Regions from separate parts of the Arachis hypogaea genome. Here region 1 is linked to region 2. Evidence: chromatin contacts called from public Hi-C data. All regions are on one chromosome and are shown on one strand. Each heading gives the region's core, a stretch centred on a gene start, on an enhancer-like site or on the middle of the called end of the contact. The rest is flanking DNA. Distances are from core to core; before and after follow the strand shown.

The links. A called contact is a pair of places that touch in the nucleus more often than the background predicts.
Region 1: a contact with region 2 is called in a Hi-C map of an unstated tissue, with 3 times the contacts expected there. The contact joins the promoter of LOC112741461 here to the promoter of LOC112740258 in region 2. A contact is called at or near these places in 3 of 8 Hi-C or Micro-C datasets (leaf and an unstated tissue).

The regions. Positions count from the first base shown.
Region 1 is chr14:10,824,375-10,827,310 of arahy.Tifrunner.gnm2.J5K5, reverse strand. It overlaps LOC112741461 (homeobox-leucine zipper protein ATHB-14), which reads left to right and starts at 1,542. Exons shown (of 18, transcript XM_025790462.3): 1 at 1,542-2,194; 2 at 2,555-2,714; 3 at 2,868-2,936. The coding sequence starts at 1,986.
Region 2 is chr14:10,670,614-10,673,788 of arahy.Tifrunner.gnm2.J5K5, reverse strand. LOC112740258 reads left to right here and starts at 1,572. Exons shown (of 2, transcript XM_025789033.3): 1 at 1,572-2,015; 2 at 2,393-2,968. The coding sequence starts at 1,785. The coding sequence ends at 2,815.

The DNA.
Region 1 (2,936 bases), core at 293-2,792, 150 kb before region 2:
TTTGCATAGATAGAGACCGACGTGGGTTAGTTTTTTGGTGAGAGATCGCATTGTCCTAATTAGAAATGAACAGGGACCAGATTGAATCTTTACTCTTGAACTGTCTATACTAATACTTTATTAACATTTGTATATAAAAAATTATGATAGATAATGACAAAATTAAACCAAAAGGACAACATGGGTCATAATTCCCAAAAATCTCAACATCTTCATATATATATTTTATTAAATTACTATTTACTTTTAGGTTTTTTTATGTTTATTAAACATAATTTTGATATAAATTTATCCAATTTTTTTAAATAATAATTTTATAGATACTAATAATAAGTTAATTATAATAAGATTTAATTATTTTATTAATTTTTGTAATTTACTAAATTTTTAATAAAATTCATATAATTTAAAAATTTATGATTGAATTTTTATGTTAAATAAAAATTTATAATTAAATTTTTATTAATTATTTTTTAGCAAAAATAGAAAATATTAGAATATTTACTTTTAGAATATTTCATGATGTATTTTGTATCAAATACAAAAATAAAATTTTAAAAATTATTTATATTTTTTAACAAAGAATAGCTTGAAAAAATCTAATTTATAATTTTATCTAATAAAAAATTTAATTATATAAACTTTTAAATTATAAAAATCTAATTAAAATTTTCATAGATTTTAGACAAACAGAATAATTAAAACACAAAAAAAGTTTAAAGTTAAAAATATTATAAATGGTTGAAAGAAATAAGAGTAATTATAAATTAAAAATTTAGTCCCACTAATATTAAAATTCTGGTTCCACCAGTCATACGAATTAATGCAAATCACGTTTATGAAATTTTAAGATTATATATAGGTAATTGAAACTTCAAAAAATATATATAACTGTGCTATATATACATTAAAATTAGTTGTCAAAATCAACTATCAATATAAATACATATTAGAATATAAAAATATATATTAAAAATAAATTAAACTACATATATATTTATATATAAATACATTAGTGACTGAATTTCGTATATAAATAGTATTTTTATTAAAATATGATGCTTGCATGTAACTTTAAAGATCAGATTGATGCTATTTTTTTATAAAAATAAAATGAATAATATATGTCAACATTATAATTTTTGATATTTTTTAAAATCGTAAAAAGAACTAAAATTAAAGAGTCTAATTTATGTATTTTAAAATTTTTAATCTTTTTAAAATAAAATTCAATTTCTACTTCTCAAATTAAATGATTTTATATTTAAGATTAATACTTGAACAGTGTACAATTCAAAAAAATAATATTATTAATCCAATATCAAAAATAAAAATATTCAGATTAAAGATTAACTCATAATTTTACATATTTAGAGTAAAAATAATAAAATAAATACTAAAAAAAATAAAATTTATTATTTTTAATTATTATTTGTAATCATTAACTAATTTTTCTAATTTTATAATCTAATTATATTTTTAAATATTAATAGCACTAAAAATAATAAATTATAAATGATGTGTAGCGTTCCTTTGATAATAGAGCACATAAAACACACACGTACACTACACAAACATACTCTTCTTCTTCCTCCTCTCTGCTCTTTCTTCCATATCTTTCTGTGGGTACCCTTCTCTCTCTCTCTCTCTCTCGAGATTGGTGTCAAAGATAAAGACCACTGCCATACCCACACACACTCTTCTCACTCCAAACAAAAGCTCTCTCCACAACTTCAAACACCACAAACTCCATTCTTCATCACCATCATCTAATGAAGGAGAGTGGAGGCTCTCTTCGACAAGAGAGCCTACCCGAGATTACCACCACCAAAGAAGCTGAGAAAGAAGAACCAAACTACTAAACACTCACCTCTTTCTTCTTTCTCTCTCCATACATACATACTCCATTTTCAGCTCAAAGTAACAACCTTTTCTGTTTTCTTCTTCGTGGGCTGTGTCTTCTTTGTGTTTGTGTTTTCGCTTCAATGGCACTTTCTATGCACAAGGACGCGTCAAATAGCATGGATTCAAGCAAGTACGTGAGGTACACACCTGAACAAGTTGAGGCTTTGGAAAGGGTCTATGCTGAATGTCCAAAGCCTTCTTCTTTGAGAAGACAACAACTCATCAGAGAGTGCCCAATCCTCTCAAACATTGAGCCTAAACAGATCAAAGTCTGGTTCCAGAACCGAAGGTATATTATGGACCCCTTTGTTTTCAACATTGCAACGTTTCATAACTTTGTGCAAAAAGTCTTAACTTTTTTTTTTGTCTCCCTTTTTTCACCTTTCATTGATTCTGTTTTTGTTAAGTGTCTTCAAAAGTTGTCAACTTTGGAAAAAACCGGATTTTTGGTCTGATAGCAATATATTTCCAAGTTTGTTGAGTCTCTTGTGTGAATATCAGATTGGGGAGGAAAATGCTTTGCCTTTTTTGGCTAACACTTAACAACCATTGTCATGGTTCTGTTTGGTTCCCTCTTGAGAAGTTTCTGCTTTCTTGATTTGTTGAGTTTGTTCCTGTCTTGAAAGATACTGACAATGTTCTTGTGTAGATGCCGTGAGAAGCAAAGGAAAGAAGCCTCTCGCCTGCAGACAGTGAATAGAAAGCTGACTGCAATGAACAAGCTGTTGATGGAGGAGAATGACCGGTTGCAGAAGCAGGTCTCCCATTTGGTCTATGAAAATGGATATATGAAGCAACAAATTCATACTGTAAGAACATTCTTCTCTTCAAGAGTTCAATCTATTTTTTTGTTGTTTTTTGAACTTCTTGATGATATTTGATACACTTTTTGTTTTATCACACATAAAATGGAAATGTTTGTTTTAAGATAAGGATCTTGTCATGTGGTGTGTCGTTTCCAGGCATCTGCTACTACTACCACAGACAATAGCTGTGAGTCTGTTGTGATGAGTGGTCAGAACCAACAACAG
Region 2 (3,175 bases), core at 323-2,822:
CAATTTTTTCTGCCAATTCCTATGGAATTAAGTTTTTAGGAGAAGTTATTTCATGTCAAACTTCACTTATTTACAATTGTTATACATGAGTTAATTGTTTTTTTAGTAGATAATAAATAATAAATAGATTTATTCCTTTAGAATATTATTTATGAATATTCTCTCTCTTCATTGTTATTATTTGTTCTTTTAGAATTCTTTCCTGTATTTTATGCGTCGTATACTCCTCTTTATATAATCATAATGACAAAATTTTAAGCTAATTTTAGGGTCGAGTTCGTCTTGATCCAGATTCGGCCATAAATAATGACCATGTCTATTTTTGAGACCCTTACCCGGCTCTAGACATGATCAAATCACATCAAATTAGCCTCTAAAATGATCCGGCCCGTACCATGTACACCCTTACTGTATTTCATGCGTAGGCTTCTCTTTATGTAACTATAAATGCTACTTATTTATTACGCCATCTTCATTATGATTTTTCTTAATTTTCGCCTCAATTTTTTCCGCCAATTCCTATGGAATTAAGTTTTTAGGAGAAGTAATTTCATGTCAAACTTCACTTATTTACAATTGTTATACATGAGTTAATTGTTTGAAAAATATTTTAGTAGATAATAAATAATAAATAGATTTATTCCTTTAGAATATTATTTATGAATATTCTCTCTCTTCATTGTTATTATTTGTTCTTTTAGAATTCTTTCCCATATTTTATGTGTCGTATACTCCTCTTTATATAATCATGATAACAAAAATTTAAGCTAATTTTAGGGTTCACCAAGAATCGAACTCTTAACTTTTCGTATGTAGAGCTCTAATACCATATCATGATACCACTCATCCCAAAAGCTTACGCTGATGAGAAAAGGTAACACTAATGATTATATCTCTAATATTCCATAAACCTCCATTGTTTGCATTGTACAAGTATTCCATTGGCTCCCCATACTTTCCTAATCATAAATACATAAATGAGTTAAACAATACATATATTTATACATATATACATAATACTGATTTTGATGAATAATTTTAATATACATATAATATTTTTATTAAAATATTCAATTTTATCACACACATCAATTAAAAAATTATTAAAATAATAAATTTAAAATTATATAAGTATATTTCACAAGAAACTAAATTTATACCTTTAAGGCTGTAATCTCTCACTCTTGTCATTAATTTTCTATATACAAAAAAAGATTGGAAAGTTTTAGTCCACAATTTTATTTTCTTAAAATATCATTCTTTATATATATAAACTTGTTATACACATTTATTTAATAAATAAGATGGTGGATTAAGAAATATGTACTAAGTACTAACATTAATTATTATAGGAATATAATATTACAATAGGAAGAAAATAATTAATATGGTCTAGTTTAAAAAATTTACAATTATTTTCTTTAACTTAATTGCATTCAAGTCAAATGGAAGAGCACATATGCAACACGTGAGGCTCACGTGGTTGTAGTATATCTTAAGAGTGCAACCAACAAATTTAACATGCAATATTCACTCCTTCTCCTATACCTTCTTCACTGGATCATGCAGAAACCCCAGCATCATCACCACCATCAATTCCCATCTCCTCTCCACGTGGCACATTCCAAACCCGTTCGATCAAAACCTCCCCGGTTTACCTGAAAACAGTTTTGTATGTTTTTTTGTGCTTCATCACAACTATATTAGTTTATTACTACTAGTCACTCCCACTCCACTTCATAAACACAGGAGCAGAGAGAAACAGAGAGAAGAACAAGAAGAAGATGATGAAGAAGAAGGGTGGTAGTGAGAAGAAGAGGAGTGAGAGTGAGAAGGAGAAGACGAAGATGAGAGAGAGGAAGAGAAGGGCCATCACCACCAACATATTCAGAGGTCTAAGAAACCATGGTGGCTACCCTCTCTCTCATCGCTCCGATATCAATGCCGTTCTCCGCCACCTTGCCAACGAAGCTGGCTTCGTCGTTGACCCTGACGGCACCACCTACCGCTCCAAGGTAAGTAACAACTAACAAGTAATTCCAACACTGCTTTTTTTTTTTCTTTTTTTTTTTCAAGGCAAAATTTTATAGATTAAAATTCTGGTTGAGAAAAGCAAGTATTGGATCATGCATTTCATCATTAGCAGCATTATTGTCATGAATTAGTTTTATTTATTGAATGTTAAATAAATATCAAAACCATAATTATTAATTTCCGTAAAATAACTAGATATAATAATATTTCTCAATTTGTTACCTATAAGGTGACGTATGTATGATGTTTACAATTTGAGAAGTGAATGCACCATCGTGTTTAATTGCATTGACCAATATAATTATTCACACCGGATTTTAATTGTTGTTGTTTTTATTATATGGAATGAATAATGGAGGCTTTGGTGAAGTGTCCACTATGTGGTTCCCGTGCTGCAACCGCGAATTTGTCACCAATCAAGCCCAAGGCCAACGGAAGCGCTTCAACGACGTCGTTGGCAACGTCTGGCGTAGTCAGCAGCAGCATTACAGACCCTGCACCTGCAGCGGTTACTACGGCAGCTGTGTCAAACAACATAGCTAGAGTTGGAGAACGGGGTTGTTCTTCTCATGATCCGTTGCTGTGTTTCGATGGGCCCATTTCAGTGCCCATGTACACGTGTCAAGATCAGGCGGGTGTTGAGAGTTGTGGCGCCAACGGTGCAGATGGTGTGCCGTATTGTGAGGAGATGCAGCGGCAAGAAGATGAAGCAGCGTTTTTGTGTTTGGAAGAAAGTGGCAGCATTCACAACCCTTTGGTTGGGCCTATGCCTTACTTCTGACACCAAATAAAAAAAATTCAAGAGGCGAAAAAAAAAAAAAAGACTCTCAATTATATATATGTTCCTTGTTGCATTGGGTGACAAGTGAACCCAATAAATAAATAAATAAATAAACTTGTTTCTTTGTGAATAAAAGAAACCCTTGCTTGTTATAAGTATATGGTGGTTTTGTTCTTTGGACAAAAATAAGCATTTGGTTTTTTATTTTCGTTTGACTATAATAATATTATGGGCTTATTCAAATTTATTGTTTATTTCTTTGTTGTTTTAATTATTTTTATTGAATGCTTGTCAAATATTTAATATTAGTGTAAAAAATATATGTATAGAGTAAACTAATATTTCGATGTAAAGATATTT